Linked DNA regions of Ovis aries: region 2 is linked to region 1. Evidence: chromatin contacts called from public Hi-C data. All regions are on one chromosome and are shown on one strand. The core of a region is the stretch at or near the end of the contact, and the rest is flanking DNA. Distances in the headings are between cores, read along the strand shown.

What was found. Hi-C and Micro-C count contacts between places; a contact is called where the count stands out from the background.
Region 2: a Hi-C map of liver shows a contact between it and region 1, with 7 times the contacts expected there. The contact joins the promoter of CXHXorf58 here to the promoter of PRDX4 in region 1. A contact is called at or near these places in 5 of 16 Hi-C or Micro-C datasets (blood, hypothalamus, liver and 2 more).

What each region holds. Positions count from the first base shown.
Region 1 is chrX:22,098,717-22,101,942 of ARS-UI_Ramb_v3.0, forward strand. It overlaps PRDX4 (peroxiredoxin 4), which reads left to right and starts at 1,473. Exons shown (of 8, transcript XM_027963038.3): 1 at 1,473-1,814. The coding sequence starts at 1,568.
Region 2 is chrX:22,305,673-22,309,155 of ARS-UI_Ramb_v3.0, forward strand. CXHXorf58 (chromosome X CXorf58 homolog) reads left to right here and starts at 1,506. Exons shown (of 8, transcript XM_042241877.2): 1 at 1,506-1,586. APOO (apolipoprotein O) reads right to left here and starts at 1,122. Exons shown (of 10, transcript XR_009598881.1): 1 at 1-1,122.

The DNA of each region.
Region 1 (3,226 bases), core at 223-2,722:
GCACACACACCCCCCCACACACACACCCCCCCACACACACACACACAGAAGCATAAAATTTCAGAGGCAGAAAGGTTACTTTGGGGAGGGGTGACGGATGGTAGTGAGGCTCCTGTAGGAGAGATGTGCGCGGAAGAATAAGAGGATCTTAAACAGTGCTGACCAGTCACCTGCAATGGCGGGAGCACAGTCTCCCTCAAAGCTCTGTGGAAGAGATGGGCCTGGAAAGATGAGGAGCACCTAAAACACTGCTGAGGGCGAACAGGAATGGCTGGGAGAAGGGAGGGTGGTCTAGTAGGGCAGGAGACCCGCTGTGGCCATAGGGCTTTGCTGTGCGGCTTCGCTGTGCGGCTTCGCTGAGCACCCTGGGCTTGCCCACAGGGCGCAGGCGCAAATGCCTCCAGGAGAGGGGGGAGAGTCGCAGGAGGGGCTGACAGACTGTAGGGGCCAAAGGCCTTCAGCACCTAGCCCATTGCTCTTTCAAGGTCCTATAATGGGCAGAACTAGTTTGGAAAGGGTTGTCACAGGGAGTAAGGATATAAAATGTGAAAGCAACTTAAAACTGACTGGCAGTTGGGAATATTAGGTGTTATTCACAAAATCAAAGTTTACAATGGCAAATGCCCACCTTGTGCCAGGTGCCTTGGGAAACAAAGCTGAATTCCACATCGATTTTGATCCCAGGGAGCTGACAATCTAACAGAGGAAAGAAAAACTGTCGGATGGCTTCTGTGAGATTCAGAAAGATGACAAGAGCTCGCAGGAGGCTAGAAGGGACCCCGGGGCGGGGGGGGGGGGGGGCGGGGGAGAGCAAAGAGTGCAGAAGACTCCTGTAAAATGATGGGGTAATTGTCAAGACGATGGAACTATACTGCGCTGGAAGAAAGTTTGGTTTTCTGGGAACTTTTCAAGTTAAAAAATAAGACACCTTTGAGGCAGGCTTAAGTCACCAAACTGCCTGTTTGCCTTGCCTGCTGGAGAAGAGTAAATGGTTAGGCCTTTCTTCTCCAAGTTTTCCCAGGATTTACAAACTTACAAGGGCTTCAACTAGGGATGGAGGTGAGGGGAGTCGTGGGGTTGTTGGCAGATCACTTCGAGGAAAAAAACAGTACCTGTTAGAAGTATAAAGTGCAAGCCATTCAGAGATAAGTTCGTTTCACTTTTGGGGGGCGTGGGGAATGGTGTGCAGTGGTGAGGCTTTGTGGAAGAGACGAGCGTAAAAGGATGTCTAAAGACGTGTGAGAGAGAGCGCGTGAGACCAGTAACGGCCGCTGTCGCTTCTCAGAGTTGGGCAAAGCGCCCTGCCTGGGCCCGCCCCAGGGCGCATGCGCAAACGCCCGCAAGGGGATGAGTGGGCGGGGCTGGCGACCACGTGGCCAGGCCGGCTCCCGGAGAGCCCGGGAAGAGGGCGACAGGGGGAGCGGAGGGGCGGGGGAGTGAGGAGGCGGGGCTGGTCTCGCGAGGCCGCGCTTGGGCTCGAGCGAGCGTTGAGCGCGCGGTTGTAGCTGCCTGGCGGCGGGAGAAGTAGCGTTCGAGCCAAGGAACGTGCGACTACGCTCGCGTGGTCATGGAGGCGCCGCTGCCGCCGCCGCTACCCGCGACGACTCTGGCCCCTGGCCGGAGCCGAAAGCTCCTGCTGCTGCCTCTGCTGTTGGTCTTGCTGCGGGCCGAAGCTGTGCGGGGCTTGGAGAAGGAGGAGAGGCCCCGAACCCGCGAAGAGGAGTGCCACTTCTACGCGGGTGGCCAAGTGTACCCGGGAGAGGTGTCCCGGGTTTCGGTCGCCGAACACTCCCTGCACCTCAGCAAAGCCAAAAGTAGGTGGTGCCCCACCATGGCGGGGTGACCGGTGACACCCGGAGGTGGGGAGGGCCAGGGGACACGTGTACCCTGGTTACGGTGGCTACCCGGGGGCCTGGCTTGGGCGGCACCTCCTGGGCTACCTCCGGTCCCTAAGGGGGAGCTTGGTTCTCCTGGGGAGTGGGGGGATGGAGGGGGTTCCAGAGTTGTGAAGAAAGGGGTGGGTTCCACTGATCAGATTTTGGAGGAAGTAGTGGTTACCCCAAAAGCCGCAGATGAGGGAGAGGGTGGCCCTGGTCCTGGGCTTGCAGGCGACGAGGATGCTGTGCAAACTAGAACACTTCCTCAAACATCGCGAAGTGCCTGCAGCGCATCGCGTCTGTTTTCAAGTACGATTTCGGAGAATAATGCGCTGATAAGTTGAATAACGATTCACAGAAAGTTTGGATAAACAGAAAAGTGGCTGAACAACGTTTAGCTCAGGAGAGCAAACGTTTCATTTTGTTGTTGTTGCATCTTACAAAGAAAACTATTAAAAGCCACCTTCCCAGAGACCTTTAGCGTTAATGGGCATCCTTTGTGTTTCTCAGAAATGAAGAGCTTGTTACAGGGTGTATTTTGGAGGCTCTTTGTAGGGAAATGCGGAAAAGGAGGTTAGAAGTAATGCATTTGGGTTGATGATAAACCTCGTGGCAAATTTGTGTCCTGCCAGTTTGGCTTTTGATTATTTGCATTTCTGTCCAGTGTACACAACTAATGGCCACTTTCAGAAAAGACACGTCAGACTAAGTGGATACTGAGAAAATTGTGGCCTGCTGCATCTGGATGTTAAGATCAGCCAAAAAGTGGGTAGGGGCTAAAGGATAAAGAGTGTCCCTTGCTTGCTTTTAAATAACCTGCTTTTCCTACTGACCATCTGGCATTCTGAAGATGTGTATTTGGCTTTTGTGGTCCAGTTACAGCATGTTCCTTGCCTATGTTCAGTGAAAAAAAGCAATGCTTCACAGTTATGAATCCCCAGTGTTAAATGGAATGTTGATATGCCTTAGGATGGAGTGGGAGTGATAAATGAGAAAAACTATTTTGGCTCCTCAAACATCTGCAGTTCTTTCCTACTGCAAGTTATCTTTAGGTTTTTGTTTTTTAAAAAGCTAATGTTGCACTTTCAAGATCATATTTCCAAGTCTCATTGCTTTTACTTGCCTCCGAAGATATTTTGAAATATGGCAGCCAGTTAAGTGTTTACTGGCATTACATATATTTCCCATAACATGCCATCCAAGTCTGCTCATGGAAGCTAATGGTAGTAATAAGATTTCCCTCTACCAGCAGACCTTTTCAAATTTTAGGTATTTGCTACATTTCTCTCATGTGTAGGCTCATCTAGAATTACAGGAGCCAAGGACCTTCACTCAAAACAGAATATTAT
Region 2 (3,483 bases), core at 256-2,755, 210 kb after region 1:
GTGAGCTGCCTGAAAATAAAATAAAAGCAAATACTTAGATGTCACTCCTATGTGTCAGGGCCTCTTCCAAGTGCTTCACACCTAATGTATTTTTTTTTTTAACAACCCTACGAGGTAGAAGCTGGTTCCCCAATCTCACCAACAGGAAATCAGGCACAGAAAGGCCAAGTGACTTGCCCCAGGTCACACAGCTGGAAAAGTGGCAATGCCACAAGTGGAAGCCCAAATTCACGGTCTGATTTTGTACTGTCCTAATGCCCCCAAAGCATATTGCAGCTCAATAAAACATTTAAATAGTACAATTCTGACATTTCATTAGCACTACTTTACGGGTGCACTGCTTCAAGACTCGATTTTGTAGACTCCTTTCTAATAGCTTGTGATTTGTTTTTCGTGATATACAAATACCATTTACTCTTTTTAAAGGAGAACAATGCCTTCATATTAAAATGCAGATTTCCGAGACAGTCTTCACTGTAAAAGTCAACTTCTTTCAAAGGACACGAGTTCATAAAATGGAAAGAAGTCAATCTGTTCATACTATATAACGTTTGCTGGGAGGGGGAGAGAAGTTCCAGTTGCTCCTTCTAGCCCAGCCCTTCCCAGGCCAGCCTCTCTAACTTTCTGCAGCAGCTTCTCCAAAGGTGACCCTCCCCCATTCATACAGCAGGTTCTGAAACCTGACCTTGCCAGGCAACCAAAGCCGAACCCCGCAGTGCCCTGATGTGGCCTAACGTTCCTAACGAACACAAGAGGGGACCAGCCAGAGGGTGGATACTTTGAAGGATACTTTAAAATTTTAAGTGTTTTATTCACGAGAGCACAACCCAAAAGGCCCCACCCAGCCACCCCAGGTCTCACGCCTCCGCCCGGCAGCCGCTCGCTCCACGCGGATCTCTGAATGAACAGCGAGGCCGGGACGCAGCCGGCCCAGAGGCGGGAAAAAACCTCGGGACGAGCCGGGCCTGGTCCCCGGAGAGGCCCACGAGAGCGCGAAGAGGGCTCCGGGCGGCCGGGAGGGGGCGGTGACAGCTGTGACCCGGCTCCACTCTCTCACCTTGAACATGTCGCTGGCAGCGGCAGCTCCGGCGGGGTCACCCCAGCCTTGGCCCCGCCCACTACAGAGAGAGGCGGCTACGGCGGCCGGATAGGGCCCGATTCTTCCGACCGCAAATAGGCCGCGATGCGGGTGACCGCCGTACAGCCAATTAGGTGCGGCCAAGGCTTAGCTCGGAAGCCGGGGTCTGAAAACTGCGTTGTTGAACTGCAGCGCGTGGCGCCTCAGGCGGCGAGCGAACGCAAGCCCCGCCTTCCGGAGGCTCCGCCCCTGCGCCGGCGGTTGCTAGGCGGCGGGAAAGCGCCCACTCTGCGTGGGCAGCGCGCGGGGGCGCGAGGAGGGAGGCGCCGCTGCCCGCGCAGCGCTGGGAATCGGCCTTCGCCGCGCTGATTGGACGCCCGACGGCGTAGGCTGAGAACCCTGTGTGCGGAGGCCGCCAGGTGGGGGCGCTCGTCAGGCCTCGGGCGGCATCGAAAGCCTCGCAGACGCAAACCGCCGACCTCTGGGGCCTGGATTTACCTCACAAAAGGTTTTTACTTGTGTGGTGTTTTTTTTTTTTTTTTTTCTACTCTGGGCGGGACAGTTTTAAGATTTTAAATTTAAACTGATTTGCCACATCCTTTCATCTCGAAAGACCCTGAAAATTTTTTTTCTTCTTTAAAATACTTAAGCTTCTGTCTCTTACTGGGAATCAACTATTGTTCCCTTAATACTAATAGAAATAAGTAATAATGGTAATAATTATCTTATTGACAAGAATAGGAACAAGCAACAGCGTTTACTCTATGCCCGGCTCTTACCTAAACTCCATACATATATTGTCTTCTCTTTCTAACAACCCAAGTAGGTGGACACGGTTATTATTCCGCATCTAGTAGATGAAGAAACTGAAGCACAGAGAATAGGTGCAAGGCCACAGAGAAGGAAAGTGGGAAGTCAGGATCCAAATCTACCTAGTCGAGCTTTAAAGCCTGTGGTCTCACCTCAACAACTGTGACGGTGGCTCATAATGGGGTTGTGTTTCCTATAATATTTCGTTCAGTATTTCACATCTAACCCCATAGCAAGTGTAAGCCCATCCAGGCATGCATCTAGAAGATTTGGGGGATTTGTGTGGTGCTGTGTCCCTGCCTTCCAGCCAAAGACCACTAGGAACACATCTGTAGTTGAACAAGTTGGGTTTGTTTCTTGCAGCTGCTAGGAAAACGCACACCTTGGGAAACAGTGGGGCATCTCAGTGAGAGAGTGTTAGAAAGATTTATTCTAGGGTTTGGGCTTTGGTTGGGTGATTTGGGGGCGGGTTCAAGAAAGCAGGGCTTTGCTCTGGGTTGGGTGGTAGTAGGAAGCCAGGGTTAACACCTAAGCCCAGCTGTGAATGCCAGGCCAGCTCCTGGATGTTAAGGACTGCTTTTCTCTTTCTCAAGAGTTCAGTGTATTCCAAGCTATCCCCATCCCCATTTCTAAGGAGAAATATTGAGACTCTGAAGGCTCTGCCTCAGTAGTGGAATGTCATATGTATAAAAAAAATGTGACTTATAAGTGATCAGTTAGGGCAGGAAGTCTTAATTCAAGGAGTATGTGAACTTGGGAAAAAATTGCAACTTTATTTTCCCAAACCTCTGCCTGAACTTTAGCATTTCTTTCAATTATATGTAGGTAACAAACCACAGTAGTATCAGCAGTACCTGTGACTTTGTCATCAATAGAAAACACAGTATTTTCATATCATGTTACAGTAACAGCAAATTTCTTGAAATATTGTTTCTACTTATTACCACTTCACAAGTACAGAGCTCTCATATTGTTTAATGCATAAAGAAGACCCATTTCTAGAATTTTGTCTTTGAAAATATTTTGACAATAATTTCAAGATAATCGGAGTCTTTCATAATCCCATATATTTTATATTATGTATTTTAAGAAACATAGTTCTTAAAAGGAGTTTGTCCATAGGGATCCATGGCACCAAAAGAAAAGATTAAGAGACCCTGGTTTAGTACAAGACACTCAGCAGTGACTAAGAATTTGGGAGCTGCATCCAAATTGGAGTAATGTGTAAGGGATAGAAAATCAGAGGTAGAATCAGATCACTTATTACACATCCTCTCACTTTACCAGAGAGGGAACTGAGTTACTGAGAGGTTAAGGGACTTGCCCAAAGTCTCACAGCTATTCCATGATAAAACCAGGATGAAAAGTTTTTAGAAAGCATATAAAAACCTTCCACTCTGATGTGCTTTGGGGATTCCATGGATAGCAAGATGCCTCCTGCTTTCAACCAACATGTTGGAATGACAGCCAAGAAATCAAATTATGGTGCATATGAGAAGTACTGTGAAAGAAAAACATATACAGTATTATGGAACCTTAAAGACAGTAGTGAGTAGTTCTGTAAAAAGGAGACGATGGAAAACTTCAGAGAAGAG